Regions from separate parts of the Mus musculus genome. Here region 1 is linked to region 2. The links are chromatin contacts, called in public Hi-C maps. All regions are on one chromosome and are shown on one strand. The core of a region is the stretch at or near the end of the contact, and the rest is flanking DNA. Distances in the headings are between cores, read along the strand shown.

Evidence for each region. Hi-C and Micro-C count contacts between places; a contact is called where the count stands out from the background.
Region 1: a contact with region 2 is called in a Hi-C map of uterus. The contact joins two enhancer-like sites. A contact is called at or near these places in 1 of 484 Hi-C or Micro-C datasets (uterus) and 1 of 9 other capture datasets (pancreatic islet).

Annotation. Positions count from the first base shown.
Region 1 is chr11:29,047,408-29,054,570 of GRCm38.p6, reverse strand. No RefSeq gene overlaps it. Among named protein-coding and RNA genes, the nearest start is that of Pnpt1, 80 kb to the left of the region's middle. Within about 2 kb of position 1,755, at least 9 of the 459 cell types and tissues checked have an H3K27ac peak or open chromatin away from gene starts, as enhancers often do. A contact at or near this core is called in uterus, where this site is marked.
Region 2 is chr11:28,903,323-28,910,302 of GRCm38.p6, reverse strand. All of the region lies in intron 4 of Efemp1 (epidermal growth factor-containing fibulin-like extracellular matrix protein 1), which reads right to left. Among named protein-coding and RNA genes, the nearest start is that of Efemp1, 54 kb to the right of the region's middle. Within about 2 kb of position 3,797, at least 83 of the 459 cell types and tissues checked have an H3K27ac peak or open chromatin away from gene starts, as enhancers often do. A contact at or near this core is called in uterus, where this site is marked.

The DNA of each region.
Region 1 (7,163 bases), core at 506-3,005, 150 kb before region 2:
GTAAGGGAAACACTCATCCGTTGCTGCTGGGAACAAGAAGTTGCGAATTGCTCTACCTCATGATCGAGCTTTATCACTTGGGTATGCTCATCCCACCACAGAGACACTTGCTCAGCCATGGTCATTGCTGCTCTACTCATTATATCTAGAAATTGAAAACAACTTAGAAGTCCTTCAACAGATTAATAAATAAAGAATATGGTAACACACAATGGAGTATTACCTTTCCTTTAATTGAAAATAAATTTCTTTATCAGATAATAAATCTTTGAGTATGTTTTCCTTTCTTTCTACTCCCCATTTCTTCCCATTAAATCATCAAAATCCCGAAATTCCCAGGAAAGTGGATGGAACTGTTATTTTATTTATTTAGTTTATTTATGTGTTTTGTTATTAATTTACTTCTTTGTTTTTTATGTTCTTATTTTTCAAGTCTTTGTGTATATATTATGTCTCTCAGTTTAGAGTTTTATGGGATCCTTCATGTTCATACTAGTAAGTTTCTACATATAACTGTTTCTTGTATTTTTTCTTGGGCTTTTTTCCTTCTTACTTGCTTTGCTTTATAAATGTGTTAGTTATTCCATATTATCATATTTTATTATATCCCCTAGAAGCCTATGAATATTGACCCTGTCTCACAGGCTTAGACATATAAACTATGACTGACAAAGAATGATGGCTTTTTGAAAGTACTTGTATTTTCTAAGAGGAATCTTCAATGTCCTTGGTTGGGTCTTTTCATGAGCATTTACCTCTATGGAACTTCTAAATACTTAACATATTTTTTCTATATTAGTACATGCATATCAACATTGTCAATTTTCTTATATGCTTATAAAGCATAATTATTGTTGATAGTTTAAAAGTCTGACTTATATTTTCCAGCACATGAACATAGTTAAATATATTTCATCCTATTCAATTAATATTTCCATCATTATTTTGTCAGAGATATAGGGACTTCTAGAGACATCAGTGTGTTCTTGCTTTGCTTTGGTCCCTCATTTACTCTAGTCCTGCGTGTCCATACCCTTTTCTTCATTACTGCCTCTTTGTCCTTTATTTCCCTTTGTTTATATCCTCCCAATCCCTTTTCTGTTGTCTTCCTATTCTTCTGTGGAAATGTCCTGGTCCTGATTTGTGGATTTCCTCATTATGTGATTTTTATCATCATCTCTGTTTATCTTCTTCTTTGATTTTTTAAAGTTGGATTTTTTACTTTTAATTTTAATTGCATTTCTTCAACACAATCACTGCCTTATATAACTTACTACTTAAACACAGACTTTCTATCAAAAAAAATACTTTTGAAACTAAAACATTAGCAAATGAATCTGAAGTACCTGCTGAGTCTCTTGCTAGGCGTGGCTGGAGAAATGATATCAGTAATCATAATTGTCATTTGAACTTGGACTTAGACGTGTAGTATTCTCTACCTAATCCTACTTATTCAAGTTGTATCCTCCAATTTTTAACTTCAGAATACACAGGATAACATGAGGAGGACAGATAATCACCCAAAGATCAAACCCTTTCAGCTTCTTGCCCAAACGGGAAGGCATAGCAGCCTTGTGAACTGGGTGAAGTTCAGAGGCAAGTTTCTCTGTATGCCTGAATAAAACACATTCAGAGTCATTCCAGCCCTACTGTCTCATATGCTGAGAGTTCTGATTTTATCACTGTAGGGTACACTGTGCTTAGTACACTTTGTGCTTAATGAGGTTCTGTTTAGGCATAAAGCTCAGCTCTGAGTTCCTTGGAATCTGAACCATCGTTATTTCCAAACCCTTGCCAAGCTTGTGATCTGTTTGTTGTTCTGCTGCAGCTTTCTTTCAAGGAAGATTGGGAGGGTTTTCTTTTGGCTGAGCTAGTTAAAACAAAAGCAATCTTGGGGTTTTCAAACTCACTTTATTTTTTAAAAAGTTAGTACTGACTTTTGCAAACCATTAGGTTTTTCTTGTTCTTCTTGTTGTTGTGTTTTTGTTGTTTTGTTTTTTGTTTTTTTTGAAGGGGGTGGGGCATCTCATAATGCAGCCCCTGTCCTGAAACTTGCTATGTAGACAAGCGTTGGCCTCAAATTCATAGAGGTCCTCCTGACTCTGCATTTTGAGTATTGGGATTAAAGATGTAGTCCACATGTCTGGCTCATTAGGATCTTTTGGAAGGTTTTTAAGAAAATGTTTTGTAAGAGTCATTTCCAACTTTTATTGAGATATTTATCCTTGTTATTTGTATTTATATATATATTCATGTAACTGTGTGGGTAAGTGCTGTGTGTGTGATGTTAGTGGTGGCCAGAAGAATGACATCACATCTCTTAGAACTGAAGTTCCTGATGATTGTGAGCCAGCCAGTGACAGGGATTGAATTTAGGTCCTCTGGAAAAGTGCACAGCCCCAGGATAAGTTTTATTTAAAATTTTAATTTAATTTTTAAAATATGCTACAATTATGGGTAAACTGGGAAAATAAGTCATCTCCCCCTGTTTATAGACTCTAAGTTATGCCTTGTGAGGTAGTAATTGTATCTGGGATCAATTTTCCTAATACATACATTAAAAAAATATGAGACAGTAGGGCTGGAATGACTCTGAATGTGTTTTATTCAGGCATACAGAGAAACTTGCCTTTGAACTTCACCCAATTCACAAGGCTGCTATGCCTTCCCATTTGGGCAAGAAGCTAAAAGGGTTTGATCTTTGGGTGATTATCTGTCCTCCTCATGTTATCCTGTGTATTCTGAAGTTAAAAATTGGAAGATATGACTTGAATAAAGGATTAGGATTAGGTAGAGAATACTACACGTCTAAGTCCAAGTTCGAATGGCGGTTATGATTACTGATATCATTTCTCCAGCCATGTCTAGCAAGAGACCCAAAGAAAGAATCAACTACTATGCATTTGCCCTGGTTAAATCAGGGAGGTCAGGTCACTTCTTGTGAATACACAGGTGGCCAAAAGCAACTCATAGAAGAAAGAGTTTATTTTGGAATACACTTCCAGAAGGACAGTCCATATTGGCCAGGAAGGGACAACATGATGGTAGGAGTGAGAGACCAGATTTTTTTTTGATTCAGACTCCATCTTAGAGAACCTGACCTAACATTGAACTTGAGTTAATTAACAGGCCAGTACCTAATACCAGTTTCCAGGTTAACCCCCAACAAAACCTGTATCTAGCACCAGCTTCCAAGTTGTCCCCCAACAATACCTGCATCTAACACCAGTTTCCAGGTTATTCCCCAACAAATCTACACCCCCCAGGTTACAAGCCCATCCCTGTCACTTTACTTTCTAACAACCACCAATTAAGAAAATTGCTGAAGTTAAGTTTATATTTGGCTCCTAGCACCAGCCAATTAAAGGCCATAATGGGCCCCCCAACCAGATATGTATCAGGCTAGATACCCTATTCTTGCCTCTATATATATTTGCTTGAAACTGGGCTTGGGGGCTGCTTCTTGTTCTCCTGCTTGAGAGACAGTGGTGTGGCCCAAACTTGAGATTGAATAAAGAGACCCTAATGCAATTGCATCTAGATCAGCTCCTTGTTGGTTTTTTTTTTTTTGAGGGGTTCACAAACATTTCCTGACACAGCAGAATCAGGAAGTTGGATGGTTACATTTTCATCAATATATAAGGAGAGAGGGAGGGCAGGAATTAGAGTAAAGCTATAAAACTCAGAAGCCCACCCCCTACTTTCTCCAGTGAGGCCATGCCTCTTAAATGATCCATTATATTTAGAAACAATGCTACTGAGAGGCCAAACCTCCATCTTGGGACTGGCCTCCATCTTAAAGGAAAAAAAAAAAAAGCCTGAGAACTTGACCTAGAGCAGAACCCAAGCTGCATCCACATACCAGGAAGGTCTTGCCCTTGGCCAGAGTTACTCCCTAGCTACTTCCAACAGTCAATTAAAGATTATTCTGATTGTTTCAGATATACTTTCAGACCATTTGTGATTGTATATGGTCTTTCTTCAGAGCTCCCACTTGTCCACTTACAACAGCCATTAAATTAAAGGCTTGCCAGGCTGGACTCCCTTACTTACTTCAATTTCCTATAAAACCTTGTCCTGATGAGAGTTCAGGGCTGCTTCACCAAACAGTTTTGTGGCTCAATGGTAAGCCCAAACTCATTTGTAATAAAAAGACACTAATATGATTACATTGAAAATGGCTCCTTGGTGGTCTTTTGGGTTCACAAATGCTTCCTGGCATAGCACTACCATCTAGGAACCCATGAGGGACATCTCTCATTTAGAATACCACATTTCCCCTTGTGTCTGTGTCATGGAAATATCACTCTTTCCTGAGCTGAGGTGATCTCTTCTTATGTATTCATGATGACAAGGTATAGCAGATAACATGACATACTCATGATTGTGGTGTTTGAGCAAGGCTTAAATTATATATTTGGGCACAGAAGATTAATCAGAGTATATTATAGTTGACAGGATGTGGAACAGTACAGGGAAAGTATCACAGTAAAGATTTAAGGCCATTTTTTTACTATGTTAATTATGCCAGTCAATGAGCATGGGAGATCTTTGCATCTTCTGAGATCTTCTTCAATTTCTTTCTTCAGAGACTTGAAGTTCTTGTCATATAGATCTTTCACTTGTTTGGTTAGAATCACACCAAGATATTTTATATTATTTGTGACTATTATAAAAGGTGTCATTTTCCTAATTTCTTTCTCAGTCTGTGTATCCTTTAAGTAGAGGAAGGCTACTGATTTGTTTGAGTTAATTTTATATCCAGCCACTTTGCAGAAGTTGTTTATGAGCTGTAAGAGTTTTCAGGTGGAAGTTTTGGGGTCACTTAAGTATACGATCATATCATCTGCAAGTATTGATATTTTGACTTCTTCCTTTCCAATTTGTATCCCTTTGACCTCTTTTTGTTGTCTAATTGCTCTGGCTAGAACATCAGGAACTGTATTAAATAGATAGGGGGAGAGTGGGCAGCCATGTCTTGTCCCTGATTTTAGTGGGATTGCTTCAAGTTTCTCACCATTTAGTTTGATGTTGGCTATCGGTTTGCTGTATATTGCTTTTATTAGAGCAACCTACAAATTCAATGCAAAAACCCATCAAAATTCCAACTCAATTTTTAACATAGGTAAAAAGATACATCTGGGAATAACAAAAAACTCAGGATAGTGAAAACTATTCTCAAGAATAAAAGAACTTCTAGGGGAATCACTGACCTTAAACTGTACTACAGAGCAATATTGATAAAAATCACATAGTATTGGTACAGATATTGGCAGGTAGCTCAATGGAATAGAATTGAACACCCAGAAATAGACCCACATTTGATCTTTGACAGAGAAGCCAAAACCATCCATAAAATTCATAAAATTGCACAGCTTCTGTAAACCAAAGGACACTGTCAATAGGACAAAACAGCAACCAACAGATTGGCAAAAGATCTTTACCAATCCTAAATCCAAAAGAGGGCTAATATCCAATATATACAAAGAACTCAAGAAGATAGACTCCAGAGACTCAAGTAATCCTATTAAAAATGGGTACAGAGCCAAACAAAGAATTCTCAACTGAGAAATCTCAAATGGCCAAGAAGCACCTGAAAAAATGTTGAACATCCTTAGTCATCAGGGAAATGCAAATCAAAACAATCCTGAGATTCCATCTCACACCAGTCAGAATGGCTAAGATCAAAAATTCATGTGAAAGCAGATGCTGGTGAGGATGTGGAGAAAGAGGAACACTACTCCATTGCTGGTGGGATTGCAAGATGGTACAAGCACTCTGGAAATCAGTCTGGCAGTCCCTCCCAAAATAGGACATTGCCACAGACCCTTTTTGGTCCATGTCTTCGTAGAATGGGTCTCTAGTTACAGGTGGACAAGGAATGACAAACAGAAGCAACAGGAGAGATTGTGTAGAATCTGAGTGCATTTTCACAAAATGAACACCAGTCTTATATAATACAGAAAACAAAGGGGTAGGATGTCACCGCAGGAAAAGTACATTGAAGTTACCTGACACAAAACAAAGGAATGACTTCAAAAGGACTTACAGGAACCAGGTAGATGTTTACAGTAAAGATAAAACAACCCTGCCTAGGGTCAGCTAATGACAGGTGAGGATTTCACACCCTAATCACAATCTGTGCTACTCCTTTGAGCCTTGTGAAAGCTAGCACCAGGGGGTTCTGCTCTTGCAGACCTTCTCATGACTAATGCAATAACACAGACCCCCTATTTCCTAGGCCTTGATAAATTCTTGCAAGAGTGTAACTTGGCTGTTCTTTAAAGTATCTGTGGGGAATCTCCATTTGTCAGAAGAATTCACCAACTTGCTTCTAATATGCAATGTAGCCTCCTATACCTGGCTGTAGTGAAGATTCCTGTCTCAGTGGGATTCCCTAACTCTTTCATTGTAAACCCATCTATTAGCTAGGCCATTGTGTATTCCCTTGTTTGGGTAAGACTGGCTACTGTCCTAAGTAATCACTCTGCAGACTAGCCCTGAGCTATTCCAGCTCTGTTCTTTGTAATGCCTAATTAGTTTCACCATCTCTACTAGAAGTAAATTTGAATGTTACTGAATAGATAACCTTCTCACTGAATTCCTACTGAATTCCAAGTTTGTCTGCTTCAAGGATTTTCTAGGACATTGGAACACTGGCGAAGGCTTAGCTATGTCAGAATTCAATCTTAAAAGGCACTTATAATAAAGCAATACTGAAAGAGAGCACATGAATCCATACACAAGACTAACACGGGAAGAGGGTATGAGTATATGAGTTATGAGAATGCCAAAGTTCTAAGAGGTTGAGTTTCCTTGAAACTCTTTGCCTTGTGAGTGCTTCCAGGACTCTCGACCTGTCAAGCAGACATAACTGGAGTGGATGTAGCAGGACATATTACTACTGGAAGATCCAGCAAAACCTCTCCTGGACATATACCCAGAAGAAGCTCCAACTTGTAATTTTTTGTATTTTCTTCATTTACATTTCAAATGCTATCCCAAAAGTCCCCCATGCCCTCCTCCGTCACTCCTCTACTCACCCACTCCCAATTCTAAGCCCTGGCGTTCCCCTGTAAGGAGGCATAAAAAGTTTGCAAGACCAAGGGGCTTCTCTTCCCAATGATGGCCAACTAGGCCATCTTCTGATACATATGCAGCTA
Region 2 (6,980 bases), core at 2,548-5,047:
AATGAGTAGGCCTGGGGCCTCCCCCAAGAGAGTTTTATACATTCACTAGATAGGGATATACCTATGATAATAAACAACAGCTAGTTATAGGGCTGAGGCAGGAGGATCTCCTGTTTTGCCTGGGCTACAGAGGAAGTTCAAGCCTAGTCTTAGCACTGTCTCAAAAGTAGAAGTAAAATGGGAATAGCAACATGCATGGATAACTATTTTTATTATGAAACTCAAAATGAAAAGCATGAATTACATCATATTATGGGAAAGATACATTTGTGTAGGACAAATACATATTTCTCTAGGACATTTTACTGTTAGGAATAATTGCTACATGTGTCTTCTGTTGGAGGCAAGTCACAGGTCTACAAAAGGAGGTTAAAAGTATCACAAAATGAATTATTTCTAGATGACCAGTTAATTCTGAATAAAACCAAGACAGGCTTGCTGAGGACAAAGAAGAGTCATGTTAGATCATTACTGTGGGAGACCAGGGAAATGCCTTAAAATAGTGGGCCAATAATCAATTAGAATAAGAGCCTCTAGCAACAAGAATTAGCTGTGTCCTCTGTTCCCATCTAAAGCAGAGAATGCTCTTTGTGTAATTTTCCTTTTAATTTTTCTGTGATTTTAAGTAGAATCAAATTGTTACACTTACGCTAAGCAATGCCACAAGGTAAGCAGTTGATTTTATAGGAAGGTTGTTCTGAGATAACCCCTCCACTTAGCTGAGTGTAGAAGTAATAAGATCAATTCTTTCCAAAAGAAGAGGGGAAGAGGACAAGGATACTCGAATATAGTACAGCTGCTCATTGCACAATAACCTAGTAAGACTTTCTTTGACACATAATTCTTTGAACCTGATTTTAAACATTTAACAGAGGATCTTGTTGTTGTTCTGAAGGGTATTAACACTATTACTGCAATGCTATTTCCCAATCCACCACAAAATGACCTTTCTAGGTGCAAGGCCCTGGAGCAGCAACTCTGCTGGGAAGTTACTGCTGCCTTTCATGCCTCATTATTTTCTCAAACACACTTGATGAAAACCTTTCTACTGGGGATTCTTTGGAGCTTTATAACATGCTAATGCAGAATTCCTATTGTTTTATGTCAGGATCATTTGCCAACATTTGCAGTGATAACAGCCCTGAGAGATACAACCCTGCTAGATTCAGCTGTGGCAAGTTCCCTCTGTCCAGGCTGGCCAGAGATCAAGGACTTGGGCCTCTTGACACTGCTGAGGGAGGTCTGGTCAGTGACAGAGGCTTTTATTTTTGCAACCACGCTATGCAAACTACCTCCACCCAATCGTGTTCTTCATATCCTGCATTTTTTTTCCTACTTTCCCATCATATGTTTGGAGTGTCTTTGATAGACTAACATTTCCACTGGGATCAATGTATCACGAAAAAGGTTTTGAGCATACAAACCTGCACAGCACCTTCCTAAAAGTCTGCTTTATTTAGCTTCTGAAAAGAATTATTTAACAAAAATATTTGGTGAGTTACAGAAATTTAATAAAAGCAAAGTCCCAAATACTACTAGTACTGCCACTCCTACTACATTGTTTAATTTCTTTACCCAAAACAAAGGAAAGCTGAGATGGGACTCACTTTGATCACAAGTTAACTGACAAATGACACTTTCCATTCACCAGGACTTATAAATGCTAAAAGCAGCTTCATCTACTTTTGTGTTTATAGCCGCTCTGATTACAGTGTAGAATATTCATTCTCCTGAGCCCCCACAGTTAGCAAGTTATTTAATGCTGAAGAATATCAACAGGCTGAATGTCTGTGGACTGTTTTTACTTAAACTATCTATTTAAATGCCATAATGCTATTATTTTGAAGACCCATTATTGCTTGTTTACACACCCACACAGTCATGTTAAACCATGTTTCTAAACTCTCTTGTGCTCCTTTTTTACTTGCCTGTATTTCTTTATTATCAGAAGGTGCAGTATGAGCCGTTGCTCACTAAGCCACTGCAGCACAGTCATTGCTTTTGACTCTGTTGTTTGTAGGCAAAATTAACTTCTTACATCTGCATGGGCAATGCCCTGCTTTATTTGACAGGAAAATGACTCAGGTCAGCCATGTTTTCCTGAGAATCTAGGAGCAAGTACTCTGGGGAAAGGGTTTTCTGTTTTTGTTTTTAATTATCGATCATTTGTCCTTGACAGTTAAGCTCATTTTTTCCTGCTGACTACAATGCATGAAAAGTGATGGATTTTCAGTAAATGTTTACCCAATTAATGGATGAATGAATCATTACTGTTTCCTGGGAATTGGTGTTCAGAGTTCACAGAAAGTAAGACCTAGTGTTTTAGGTTATGGAAATAAAATTCATAAGACAGAATAACAGGTAAGAGCCAAGGAGCACAGCAGAATCAACAATTTGCCTTTGACTGGCAACAACGTAGGACTCTTGCATGAAGAAGAGTCACTAAGACTGGGATCCAGCACAAGGGGAGGCCCCAAGGCCTGACACTATTACAGAGGCTCTGGAGCACTCACAAAACAGGACCTAGCATGACTGCCTTCCAAAAGACCCAACAAGCAGCTAAAAGAGTCAGATGCAGATATTTGCATACAACCAATGGACAGAAACTGCTGATCCCTGTGGTTGAATTAGGGAAAGACTGAAAGAAGCTGAGGAGGAGGGTGACCCTGTAGGAGGAACAGCAATATCAATTAACCTGGACCCTTGAGATCTCTGATACTGGAACACCAACCAGGCAGCATACACCAGCTGATATGAGGCCACCCAACACATATATAGCAGAGGACTGCCAGGTCTATGTTTAGTCAGAGAAGATGCACCTAACCCTCAAGAGATTGGAGGCCCCAGGGAGTTTATAGGTCTGGTGAGGTGGGGGTGGGGGTGGGAACATCCTCGTGGAGACAGGGGTGCAGAGAGGAGGTATGGGATTTTGAACAGTTAGAGGGTGGACCAGGAGGGGAATAAAATTTGGAGTTTAAAATAAAATAAAATTAAAAAAAAAAAGACTGCATCATTCAGAGTGAGCAGCATTTGCCTCTGACTGGGAGCAAGGTAGAGCAGTTAACTGAGCCACAGGAGTCTCATGGACTGAGTGTATCACTGAGAGTGAGCAGAAGCTTTGCTGAGGAGGCAGGTTCTGAAGGGCAATTCAAAGGTGATGAGCTGGTATGGGGAGGAAGCTGTCTCTTAGAAGACAGGCCCCACAGAAAGAGACCCAGGAACTGCAGAGAATGGCAGCGTTCTGAAGTCAGCATGATTGTAGGAGATGTATGTGAGAAACCTGGTGCTGCGTCTGGCAAACTGTGCTCATAAAATGTTTGCTCAAGTCATTAGACAAATTCAGAGACTTTAATGTGAGATTTTTGAGGGTTTGTATTGAACACCATAGCACATAACTCTTAAAGAAGCAGCCATGGACTAATGTTAACATTACCAAGGTTGGGGGGGGGGAGGGGGAGGGAGGCAAATAACGGAATGTGATTCCTAAAATCCTACAATACTTTTAATCATTCTGATATATGGAGATTAGCTAAGGGCATTATTTAGTAATTTTCACACACACACACACACACACACACACACATCTACATTTCCGTTTTTGTGGTTTATAAAATGGTAGGTCTCCATCTTCTTGGTGCTTTAAATAATCCAACATAATAATCTTTGGTGAGCTCTCTAACAGGCTGGCCCCTAGTCAGTGGCACCACAAATCTGACATTGTTGCACAGCTAATATAGGAATAGTGTCCATTCATTGGTGTCCCTTAGGCTCCTTCTTAGGCCTTTGTTCTCTGAGTTTGGCTCCTTTCCTGTATTCTGACTCATAGTTTCCAAATCCCTGACTCACCCTGCTCCCTCTCTTATGCAACGTTTTAATCTCTGCAATGTTCTTTCCATAATTTGATAACTTACCACGACATGGAGTCACTTCATTGTGTTTTATGGGCAAGGGTAACCTGCGGTTTGAGTGCTCAGTAGTGACACTTCAGTTCACTGGTTTTGTGCTGCATTAGTTTAAGAAATGATTCCCAACTACTTTTGAAGAAGTCACTGTAGACCATCAGTAAACAAACAAAGGAGAAAGGGGGTCAAGCTCTGGCATCAGTAAACGTTTTCAGTAAGAGGAGTTGAGTGGATGAGGGCTTTAAGGATTTGGAGAATTGGTTTTATATTCAAAATTATCCTAGAAGATAAGAAAGTCACAACAATACCTAAGGACATTGTGTTCCATATCTGCTTTACTTAGTAGTGCCTACTTGTAATTACAGTCTTGGTAAGCCGTTAAAGTTGATGATTGAAATCTATCTAGAAGAAAGTAGTAATACAGCTTTTTGTAGACATTTCTTAAAATTCTAAAACAAATTGGCATCAAGTAGATACACACTTTGCTATATGGAAAGATATTTTTTTCAAAACCTACTTTTAATAATGGTTCTTTTAAAAAAAATTAGATATTTTTTATATACATTTCAAATGCTATCCTGAAAGTTCCCTATACCCTCCCCCTGCTCCCGCCCTGCTTTCCTACCCACCCACTCCTGCTTCTTGGCCCTGGCATTCCCCTGTACTGGGGCATATAAAGTTTGCAAGACCAAGGGGCCTCTCTTCCCAGTGATGGCCGACTAGGCCATCTTCTGCTACATATGCAGCTAGAGATAGGAGCTCTGGGGGTTCTGGTTAGTTCATATTGTTGTTCCACCTATAGGGTTGCAGACCCCTTCAGCTCCTTGGATGCTTTCTCTAGCTTCTCCATTGGGGGCCCTGTGTTTCATCTTATAGATGACTGTGAGCATCCACTTCTGTGTTTGCCAGGCACTGGCATAGCCTCATATGAGACAGCTATAACAGGGTCCCTTCAGCAAAATCTTTCTGGCATATGCAATAGTGTCTGGGTTTGGTGGCTGATTATGGGATGGATCTCCGGGTGGGGTAGTCTCTGGATAGTCCATCCTTTTGTCTTAGCTCCAAACTTTGTCTCTGTAACTCCAGAAAGATATTATGGAAAGATGTTATTAAAGAAGTTGGATTTCTAATGCTCTTACTCCAAGGAGCCGCATGAAACAGATGTTCTATGATATGCAGTTAACAGGAGAGAATGGAGCATGGCATTTAGATATAGAATCAGCTTCCTGGTGTTACTAAAAACTGAGTGTTGGTTCCAACACTGAGGTTCAGCTCCACTCAAAGTTTCCCTTTGTTCCTTGTAGTGTAGTTTGCTGGAGACTTCTCTACTATGAGCTGTGGGATAGCAAAGGATGTGCTGCTGTCCTGTGTATTTAAATTTTTTCTCAGGATTAGAGAGTATTGTTAATTGTGTCATACCTATGTTGGTCCCCGTGTTTCTTTTATTTAGAGTTAGATTCCTAGCTCTCTGTGTTTTCTGTTTCTCTTCCCAGTTTTTAGTCAGTTATCAACAATTTTTGTCAAAGATTTTCTGTTTCCCTTTGCTTCGTTTATAGAGTTGAGATCAGATTTATCTGGGCAAAAGGCCCAGTTCCAGTTAGCTTTTTACTCTTCTGAAAATCTCAGTAAGAATTTACCCAAGCTAAGCAGTTCTAGTGGAGAAAGAGATATTTACTGACAAAGGAGAACTGTCATCATCAAGGCCAGAGTAGATTTATAGTTCTAGATTCTTATCAATTCTGGCAAAACATAGGCAACAATTTGGTGTGCCTTAAATGATATATAAAAAAATCATTAAAATCAGCTTTTTGTCCTCTTGATGGTTCAGTTTTTGGTTTAGAAGGTAACCAAATCAAGTGTTCTGTAGAATTTTATGATATGTTGTTCCCATGTGGAAAAGAACATGCACATGTGTCAGGGCTGATCCTTCAATAGTGACGGTGGATTTTCATTGACAATGGACCCTTGCTCACTGACATTCCCATAGAATGAGAGATTTCATGTACAAGCTGGCTAGATGGGCTTCATCATATCATCAATAAACGTGAGAAGAAAACCAACTGGTTCACATGAATGTTGAATCTGTTTTATCTGTACTATCCACAAAACAAATGTACTCATTAAGTCACTGGCTGAAATGAAAGAGTAGCAAGAAAACAAAGGATCAAGTGCTCATTCTTTAGTGTCTTTGTGCACTGGCAAAGTGAGGCTGACCACACCCAGAGCACTAAAGCAACATTTTCTACAGATAAATACTGCAGAATTGGGGTGCTTTCAGGCATCTGTGTGAATGTGTCATACTCAGATGAGCTCTTTTTTTCTCAAACATAATTACTCAACAAATATGTTTAGGGAAAGATGCCCTAGAATAGGGAATTCTGTGCCCATTTGATCCAATTGTAACCTTGGGGAAGATAACTTTTTTGAAATAAGCAATGCTACCAGTCTTTGTCTTTGGGTAGTTCAGTTCTAGGAATGAAAACCCCTTTGTGTGACAATTCAAATTTGTTCTATGCAATTTGGTTTAAAAATTGATGTTCTTGGGAGTGATTATGATCCTACCTTTGTATGATGTATTTATATCCAGTTGTGTTTTGCTGGTGTCTCCAATTGGCCATTTTTTGGCCCCCAAGTCAAACTCTGGAGAGTGATAAGCTAAATAGAGAGCAACTCCACTTCCTGAGCCTACTGAATCTGCCATGAGCAATGTGACTTGAGTTTTGGTCTCCTTCCTGAAGTCCTTAAAGCTGGATTACTCAGTACCCACAACCAAAAGTACACACATTCCCAACTTGTTCCTTCAGGGAAACCATCACTTGGAGCACACAAGCTCCTGGCTATGGCAATGCCAATAATAACAAGCATGGCCTTGTGACCTCCTAATTACATGAGACCAGTTGTATTCTTGTTGTTCATTCAACATTAAGTAGATTTTGTTCCTGCTAAGCACACTGCCAAATGGTAAATGTAACTTGGCATTATTTGTCCAACTCATTAAAGGTCTAATGGCTTTTTAAAAGTGCTCATTTGTGACTCTTGATTTCAGAGCATGGTATCTTATTGATTATATTTTCCTGC